2 separate regions of the Sus scrofa genome follow, and region 2 is linked to region 1. A link is a contact called in public Hi-C data. All regions are on one chromosome and are shown on one strand. The core of a region is the stretch at or near the end of the contact, and the rest is flanking DNA. Distances in the headings are between cores, read along the strand shown.

Evidence for each region. Hi-C and Micro-C count contacts between places; a contact is called where the count stands out from the background.
Region 2: a Hi-C map of heart right ventricle shows a contact between it and region 1, with 5 times the contacts expected there. The contact joins two enhancer-like sites. A contact is called at or near these places in 2 of 47 Hi-C or Micro-C datasets (fetal heart ventricle and heart right ventricle).

The regions. Positions count from the first base shown.
Region 1 is chr13:106,090,019-106,094,771 of Sscrofa11.1, forward strand. No RefSeq gene overlaps it. Among named protein-coding and RNA genes, the nearest start is that of ZBBX, 180 kb to the right of the region's middle. Within about 2 kb of position 2,678, at least 6 of the 83 cell types and tissues checked have an H3K27ac peak or open chromatin away from gene starts, as enhancers often do.
Region 2 is chr13:106,234,411-106,239,509 of Sscrofa11.1, forward strand. The region is part of intron 7 of ZBBX (zinc finger B-box domain-containing protein 1); the gene reads right to left. Among named protein-coding and RNA genes, the nearest start is that of ZBBX, 31 kb to the right of the region's middle. Within about 2 kb of position 3,736, at least 4 of the 83 cell types and tissues checked have an H3K27ac peak or open chromatin away from gene starts, as enhancers often do.

The DNA of each region.
Region 1 (4,753 bases), core at 1,428-3,927:
CACATCCCCATTGTGGCCAGGCGCAGAGAGCTGGATGAGTGAAACTTGCGTTCTGAAGCACTGGCTCTGCTTATTAACCACTCTCAGCAAGAAGGTAAAATGGCTTTGTAGTACTAATCTGGTGTGTTAGTCTGTTTTCAGGCAGAATCAGAGCTTTAAGAATGGTATATGGCCACCAATTGATAGGTAAGAATCTATCTTTCTCTTGAAACTTCCAGCTAAGGAGATTCCTTTGTGTCCTTCAATATCCTTTCAGCAAAAAGTGCACTATTTACATAACTGACTGAAATGAGGGCCCATGATTTCGTCTTCAGTAATTAGCAAAGATGTAACACTCTGCATTCTTTCATAAATGATGATGTGAAAATATAATAATAAAAGAAGTAATAATAATAGCCAACATTTAATGAGCACTTATTATTTGCAGGCATCATGCAAAGAACTTTACATGTATTTTCTCATTTAATCTCCATAATGTAAAAAGGAAATGTTACCAGAAGAATCCAGAATGAGAGAAATTAGATAACTTTCCCAAGGTCAAAAACCCAGTCTTGATGTGGAATTATGATTTAATCACTGGCTTTCTGATTTCCAGTCCCGAGTTGCTCTGCTATACTTTCTTTTGAGTAAAATAGACATTCCAATTTTATGGCACTTCCAAAAACATTAGAGTCAGACTCATTTTGTAAACTCAGAGGAGGTCACGTGTTAGAAGGAGAGCACAGAGATCCTTCTAATTGCTCTCCTTACTTTCACCACTGCAAATCTACAGCTATAGTCAATTCAGCAGCCAAAAGCCAAAATGACCCATTGAAACGTAACTCTGAGCATGTCACTCCTCAGGCTCAAATCCCTCCAATGTAGAGAACAGACTTGCCATTGCCAAGGCGATGAGGGAGGGAGTAAGATGGACTGGGAGTTTGGGGTTAGTAGGTGCAAACTGTTACATTTAGAATGGATAAACTATGATGTCCTGCTGTATGGCACAGGGATAGACTTGGGATAGACCATGATGGAAAAGAATATATATGTATAACTGACTCACTTTGCTGTACAGCAGAAATTGGCACAGCATTGTAAATCACAGCACTTTATTCTTTTAAAAAAAAGAAGAAGAAGAAAAGCTGAAGCCCTTCAAATGTTATATGAAGCTCTAGCCAGTCTACCTCTCTCTCTCTGATCTCATCTCCTTCCCGTCCCTTCTTCCTGCCACAGAGCTATACTCACCCACCCACCCACCACCCATTACCCCCTGAATATACTCTCCCTCCTCAGGGACCCTGGATTTACTGTTCTGTCAGGTTGAAATGCTCTCAGCTTGGGATCACATGGCTTGATCTTTCAACTCCTTGAGATTTTTGGTCAAACATAAGTTTCTAAATGAGACCGTTTCTGACCATCTGTTTATAATCACACATCTCCTCTGATTTTTCTTGGCATTCACCGTACCCCGTCCATAGATCTTACCATCATCTGATGTATTACATTTCACATACCATCTACGTCTTTCCATAGGAGCTAGGATCCCTGGGAGAAGGGCTATTTTGGGTCAATTTTGTTTGCCATTGAATCCCCAGTGCTTAGAACAGTGCATGACTAACAGTAAGCACTAAATGATATTTGTTACATAGATAGATGAGAATAAATGACTAAGTGGTATTCATAAGATTAGTGCATATTAAAATGCCCATTCTTGACCATATTCTATTAGCAAATATGAAAATATCATCTACAAACCTGTATAAAAAATAAAGACAGACTATCCTCAAGGTAATTTTAAATAAAAAAGGACAGAAAGATCTCTTAAGACCGCATTTAAAAAGTTTTAAATGGCCAAACTGAGAGTTCACAGATGAGCAAAGATGTAAGATAATCCACCCAGATACCTCGAATAGGAAGGGCTACAAATAGAGCAACTAATAAAGTTACCAACACACTATGTCATGTTCAGAAAAAATGAGATTACGGTGTCATGACTTCATTGTTCCTGTCAATTGAGAAGTGTAGGAAATGAAGAAAAATGTAACCAGGGATGCTAGTGAGCAGACTGACAAGAAGACAAGGGAATTATAGCTCCACAGTAATGACTCACACACTTGAATTCAGGCTTGCTCTTTATCAGTTCCACATGAAAAACTATAGAGGAAGATAAGAGGGAAACACAGCCGCACAAGGCCTCGCTAAGCTTTTAATATCAACATCAGAGAGACCAGAAGTCAGAGAGAGGAGTGATCCTTAAATAATTTTGAGACAATCATGAATTCCTCACACTGCCAGCTGTGGAAAAGAAGGCAAACCAAAAAAGTGAGCTGGGGCTGGGAAAATATTTGTGAAGCCGTGTTAGGCCCCCAGACCCTCAAGCAAGTGACTTGCTTTTTAACCATCTCTCCTTGGCACCTAAACCAGCCAAACTTTGTGAACTCAGCTTTCTCAACAGATGGAGTGTTCTTAAGTTCCTCTCTACTACCATCTTCTCCAAGTATAATTGAAAAAGCCAAAAAAAAAAAAAAAAAAAAAAAAAAAAAGAAGAAAGAAAGAAAAAGAAAAAGAGTTTCAAGAGCTCGGCAGAGGGAACCGTTGGTTTTATTTTGGCGGTGATGTTCAGCTCCTTGGCAGGCAGCACTATTAGTTAACGTTGTTAGCACTCTGGAATTGTCTATGACTTTTGTCATGTGTTTAAGCTGATTAGCCCCCTGGGTGACTTTGGCTTCCAAGGCAGCATTCCTTTGACAGCTTGCTGAGGGTACAGATGTCTGGACAACAGATAAAGTTCTTAACCCTTATTTCTCATTTGGTTTCTGCTCAACTATTTTAATAACGCCTGCAGACTTATAAACAGAAGGCAATGGTTTGTAATATTTTAAGATGCTCACTTGCAGGCTAACCGCTATTGACTAAGGCAAATTTGCATCCGTAGATGCATGCTAAAATGTGACTCTTCTTTCACCCGCTAATTCCTTTCACAGGCTTAAACTCTGTAGATTTGACCTCTGTGATCTCAAATTTGCTCCAGCCTTTTCATTTCCATTATTGCTACCCTTCTCCAGCCTGTTTCCTTTGCCTGAAAACAGATCTAGCCTTCTACCTCATCCGTCGTGATATAAGCTCATTTTTCATCTTCAGCTTTATATTCTATTGTTTCCATTCAAAGGATCAGTGTTTCATCCACACTGGAATACTTTTTACTTCCTGGTTATACCCACTACATTCAAGGGTCTGTGCTTTTGTTCATGATTGACCCACCAAACATATTTTTACATAATTCATTGTTCAAAATTAATGCATTAGCCATAGCTAGCCATTGTAATATATATGATATATCTTCATAATTTTGCCAAATTTAATATATCAAGTCCTAATTCTGTTTTTCAAGCACATTTAATTAGTCTTATATATATTCTTCATTGAATTAACCCTACACACTGCTAACAAAATTCGTTTTCTTAAAGGACAAATCTTGACTGGCTATAGAATAAAATTTCAACCCACATTCATATAAGCTGTAATCACTATAATAAACCCATTATTTCATAATATGTGTGTTTTCCTGACCAAACTATGACTGATACAATAACCAAAATTTAAAAGCACAAATTCTTTGACTCAATTATTTTTTAATTTATCTATTACCAAAAAAAAAAAAAAAAAACTATCCAGGTACATAAAGAAATGGTTAGCATTGTTCAGTGTTTCATTGTGATAGCAAAAGTTAGAAAACATTGAAATAGTTATTAATAATGAAGTGTTTAAATGTATTTTGAAACATTCTTATGCCATGAAATACTAACAGTTAAAAATATCCCTAGATCTGTAAGTGGCAGTCATCAAAATGGAAAAGTTGTCAATATGCATTGAAAGTGAAAAATAGCAAGTTGTAATAAATGCATGCCATGAAATATAATACTTAATAAAACCAAATCCATTGAAAAATGTCTGACAGAATTTGCCATAAACTGTCAGTTCTAGAGAAGGATGCATGTTTGAGTAATGGGAATAAAAGGACAGTTTCTTTTGTATTCAGTTCACCTTTATTTGAATTATTTGTTTGAATTATTTCAGGGAGAATTATTTAAGTGTTGTGCATTTGTTTTAAACAATATATAAGATGGCAAATGTCTGGCCTCACAGTGGATTGCAAAGTGGAGACCTGCTGTGTTACTGTTTATGTTTGTTTATTTGTTGCTAAACAGACACATCAGAGCAAACAGCTTATTGGAATTAGCCAGAATGCTAATTTAATTTTATAATACACTGGCGAAAACAGAAAGATCCTTTCAAGCAGAACTGGTCATCCTGTCTAGTGTATAATCTTCAATTTGGGGTACCACATTTCATGAGGAAAATTAATAACCAGTGTGACTCTGAGGTAGAATAATCAGTGTGATAGTTAATTTTATATGTCAGCTTGACTGAGCTAAGGAATACACAGATAAGTGGTAAAGTATTACTTCTGGGTGTATCTGTGAGGGTTTTTCCAAAAGAACTTAGCATTTGAATCATTAGACTAAGTAGAAAAGATCCTACTCATCAGTTGGGTTTCATTCAATCCACTTAGGGTCTGAATAGAAAAAGAAAGGATGAGGAAAAGCAAATTTGCTCTCTACTTGAGCCAGAACATCCATCTTCTGCTCTCAGGTATCAGCCTTCCTGGTTCTCAGGCCATTGGACTCGGAATGGGACATACACCATGGGCCTCTTTGGTTCTCAGGCCCGTAGATGTGGATGAGAGCTGCAACACCAGTTTTCCTGAACC
Region 2 (5,099 bases), core at 2,486-4,985, 150 kb after region 1:
TAAAAGCTGATACTGGTCATTGTCAAATGAAAGAAAAAAAATCTACCCTAAAGTCAGATAGCATAAATAGTAGTATTCTGATGACAACTGAGGTTCTGCCTGGTAGTTATTTTCCTGTAAGTATGTTCAAACAAACAAATATCCCCAATTATAACCCATATTTATATAGGGATACCTTTCTTTGTAAATAAAAAAGTAAAGAGGCTGCATATAAATGGCTCATATGAGAAAACATGGAAATTCTACCTCAATTATCTCTTCTCGCATTACTAACCACTCCTTTCCCAAGGTCTCACCTTTCCAGTTAAGAAAATCTCCATTCCAATTAAGAAAATATACATACCAGAATCTATTAATGATTTACTTAATCCAACCTCCCTTTGTGCATGTCATACTTCACAATGGAATGCCTTTTGTTTGTTTTTCCCCCTATATTCCATTATCTCTGATTAACCTTGTCTCTTCTGTTTGATCTTTTGTTGTTAAAAAGGAAATAGGAATGCCTGATATAGTAAAGCCTTCTTTTTCATCAATGTGAGGTTTAGCCAGTGAAAAATCTTTTGTTTCAAACCTTAGTGATGAAAATCATTCCAAATATAGAAGTAGAATTTTTATCCTCAGTAATTCCCCTCATGCTTTTACACATTATCTTACAGATAATTATTAACAGAGGTTACAGAAGGTAAAAAAAGAAAAAAGAAAAAAAAAAAAAAGCTTGTGCCGAAATCACTCTCAAGTATAAATCAATTGTAAATCAAAAGAAAGGCCCTTTGAAATTGTTAGTCAACATGGAAATGGTAACACTTTGCCTTCAATTTTTTAGGGTTTTATCTCTTAAGTGAAACAAATTATGCCAGGACAAAATGGTCCCTACTGAATGTGAACTTTATAAAGATTAACTGGTCTGGGAGTTCCGGTCATGGCTCAGCAGTATCTGACTAGTATTTATGAGGACACAGGTTCAAGCTCTGGTGTCACTCATTAGGTTAAGGATCAGGCATTGCCGTGACCTGAGGTATAGGTCACAGACATGTCTTGGATCTGGTGTTGCTGTAGCTGTGGTGTAGGCCGGCAGCTACAGCTCCCATTCTACCCCTAGCCTGGGAACTTTCACATGCCGATAATGCAGCCTTAAAAAAACAAAAATCTAACTGGTCTGCAGGCCAGGGGCTAAAATGGTTTACAACACTCAAAATACGCTATTCTTTATAATAACCAGAAACCCCAGCATAGATTAAATAATATAAAGTATGGTAGCCATTAACTAGAAAGCTTGCTCTTTATATAATAATGCTTATTATACAGATATAGGACGCCTGCTCTAACATCTGATTAGGTATGAATGCAGCAGTCAACAAAAAAAAATCTCATGACTTCTTTTTTCCTTGTCTCCACAATTTGTATCTTTTTTAAATTGAAATATAGTTGATGTACAATAGTATATGCTACAGGTAAACAAAAAAATCTCATGACTTTGAAGGTTACCAAAACAGTAGAAAACTAGAAAGACTATGACTGGTTAATAAGGGCTAAACAGGAGTTCCTGTTGTTGTGCAGCAGAAACAAATCCGACCAGGCTCCTTGAGGATGCACGTTCAATCCCTGGCCTCACTAAGTGGTTTAAGGATCCGGCATTGCTGTGAGCTGTGGTGTAGGTTTCAGATGCGGCTCAGATCTGGTGTTGCTGCGGCTGTGGTGTAGGCCAGCAGCTGTAGCTCCAATTCGACCCCTAGCCTGGGAAACTTCATATGCCATAAGTGTGGCCCTAAAAAGCAAAAAATAAAAAATAAAAATAAAAATAAATTAGGGCCAAACAGGAAGAGATATCCACATATTACTGAACAATGGTCATCAGGTCAAGACAAAACAGTACCAAGAACTTTCATGCATAGAAAAGAATGATGGAAACAAGAGAAAAAAAAGCAAGATGATGAGAAAAAAAGGGGGGCTAAACAGCTAGAGAAATAGTAAGAAAATAGCTTACAGCTAATGGGACAACTGCTTAAAGTCAAGAAGTGATGGCAGACAATGGGTAAGGCCATGATAGAGAAGCAAATTAGAGTATAACCAGAATAGCAAATCTCTTAGGATGAATGTGTAGCTATACATATTACATCAGGTAGCTGAGGCCTCATATTAATAATGGTTGTAATAGCTACCATCAATATTATGGGCAGGAGTCACTGATATACAGTAAGACTCTGTTCACTGTACACTTTACAAAGCTGGGAGGGAGTAAGTTATAGATTTTGAAATAATTTCTTTTTTTTGTCTTTTTGCCATTGCTTGGGCCACTCCCACGGCATATGGAGGTTCCCAGGTCAGGGGTTGAATCAGAGCTGTAGCCACCGGCCTATGCCAGAGCCACAGCAATGCAGGATCCGAGCCGCATCTGCAACCTACACCAGAGCTCACAGCAACGCTGGATCCTTAACCCACTGAGCACGGCCAGGGATCGAACACACAACCTCATGGTTTCTAGTCAGACTTGTTAACCACTGAGCCATGACGGAAACTCCTGAAATAATTTCCTTTAAAAAAACTTTTTTAATTTAAAGTTTTGTTGAAAAATGATCAAATGTTCTTGAATTGTCTGGAAAAGATAATTACTTAGCAATCCTTCAAAGTATTACCTAGCAATCTGGGTGAGTGAAATCATGTTCTATTAAGGAGAACAACAACAATGTATGTTTAGCTCTCAATACAGGTGGTCTCTGCTCTTTCCTATGATTTAGCCTCACAATTTGACATCCCTAGCAGACAATGAATTTCCCAGTACTATCCTCAAGATAAGCACCAAGTGGTACCTTTGATTTCTACAGACCAGACAGCAATCCAGAGGAGTAACATGATTATAGAAGATATATAGTTATTTACCACTGTTTAACTTTAAATATATACATAAAAGAACTCCTATATTTTGGAAAAAAAAACTCTCAAGCATTCATTATTACTTGCTATGCTCTTTGATTTGTATTCACATTATGAAATTCATTTATGCTAATTTTTAGGAATGAATGCATAGTCTACAATTTGAGATTAACTAGGAACTTAAATACCATTCTACTATTTCTGGCTTACCAACCTTTCCTCTTCTGCAACCAAAACTAGAAAATGTGATATGGGATGGGATGAAGTTTATGCTCAATAAATAATTCTCTTACTTCCCCATCAATTCCACATTTAGAACCTTCAAGAATATAATTGACAGAGATCATATCCTTTTATGCTAACATATAGAATACTTCTGTTTTAATGATACTAACATGGAATAGAAAAATGCTCATGCCTAGTATATATACGCTATGTCTCACTGCTTTTAGTAAGCATGGTTTGACCCATGTCATATCTGCCTCTGGACAACAATAAACCATATCACAAAGGCAAAGTTTGTCTTTTGAAATTGAGTGTGTGTGTGTGTGTGTGTGTGTGTGTGTGTGACAGAGAGAGGAAGGGAGGGAAGGAGACAGAAAAGGACAGAGGGCTAGAAGAGAGAGAGGAAGGAAGGGAAGACAGAGAACCAGACTTAGATAAACTTGAAGGCCAAATATTGAAGTTGAGGAAAGGAGCCATGTCTCATTTTTCTCTTTATCTTCCACACACTGGCTCAGTGCCTAAATTCACTGAGAGATAATTCAGGAAATGTGAACAAATCACTGAATGGAAAATTCTAATGTGACCTCACAGTGGGATAATTATACTCCTTATCCTTAAAGTGGAGTGCCTTTGGTTATATTCCATATTATTTGTATAATAATAACAATTATACTCCCTTTTACATACATTAATTTTCATTTTCTATGACCTTGACCATCCAGTTGTATAATACCTTCTGAGGCAGCAGAGTAGTTGGTGGATGGTTTTTTTGTTTTTCCCTCTATCACTTTTGCCAGGAGGCGCTAAACACTGAGTAGCTATTCGAAAGTAACTGACATTGGTAAATACTGATATAAGTGAGGTCAATTTTATGTTTTGTGGTTATTATGACTTCAGTCATTGGCATCCACGAGAGCTACCAACACATATATGTTGAAGCAACATGTAAAGATTGACGTCTACCAGTGACACTTCTAAATACAGATAATATTAAACCCCATGAGATAATATTAAATTCTTTAACCCATTATACAAGGCCCTTGGTTCTCACTTTTATCTCCGGGTCCTTAAGGGCAGGATCCTATTCACCTGTGTAGGGTCACTGCCTAGCATTAACCCTGCTGCCTAAAAGGCATTCAATATATATGAGTTGAATGAATTACTGTACAATAAATGAAATCTATGACAAATCAATACGTTAAATATAACTGGTATAATGTTATAGCTGACTTTAGCCATATTTATTGTTTAAGTATTAGAATTTTAAAGCCACCTGACAAGATTTGAGTTTAGGCATTTCAAAAAACAATGACTGTGTGAGGATAAATAAAAGCTTTTGATATATATATAGGAGGAAAAGTAGAAACCTGAGAGATAAGCTTATTTAAACAATAATGGGGGAGAGCAAATAAAAAACTATTTTATTTAAATAAACATGAGACAGGAGTTCCCGTCGTGGCTCAGTGGTTAACGAATCCGACTAGGAACCATGAGGTTTTGGGTTCAATCCCTGGCCTTGCTCAGTGGGTTAAGGATCTGGCATTGCCCTGAGCTGTGGTGTAGGTCGCAGATGTGGCTCGGATCCTGAGTTGCTGTGGCTGTGGTGTAGGCCCGCAGCTACATCTCCGATTCAACCCCTAGCCTGGGAACCTCCATATGCCACAGGAGCGGCCCTAGAAAGGGCAAAAAGACAAAAATAAATAAATAAATAAATAATAAAATAAACGAGACGAAAACAAGAGATTTCTATTTATAAACTAGACAGAAATAATACTTAAAACAAATCATGTGTTCATTTGAAACCACAATAGATAAAAATATTGTCTAATTTTTAAATGTCAAGTTCATAGAGAGAATGCATAATCTAAAAACGCTAATCAAGCTAAGTGCTTCAGGAGCTATATTAAAAAACAACGTGTACAGCAAAATAAAATCTATTAGTGTTCAGTAAAATAAATTTAAGTTGTATGTAAAGACTGTACATAATAGAATTTTAGAAATTA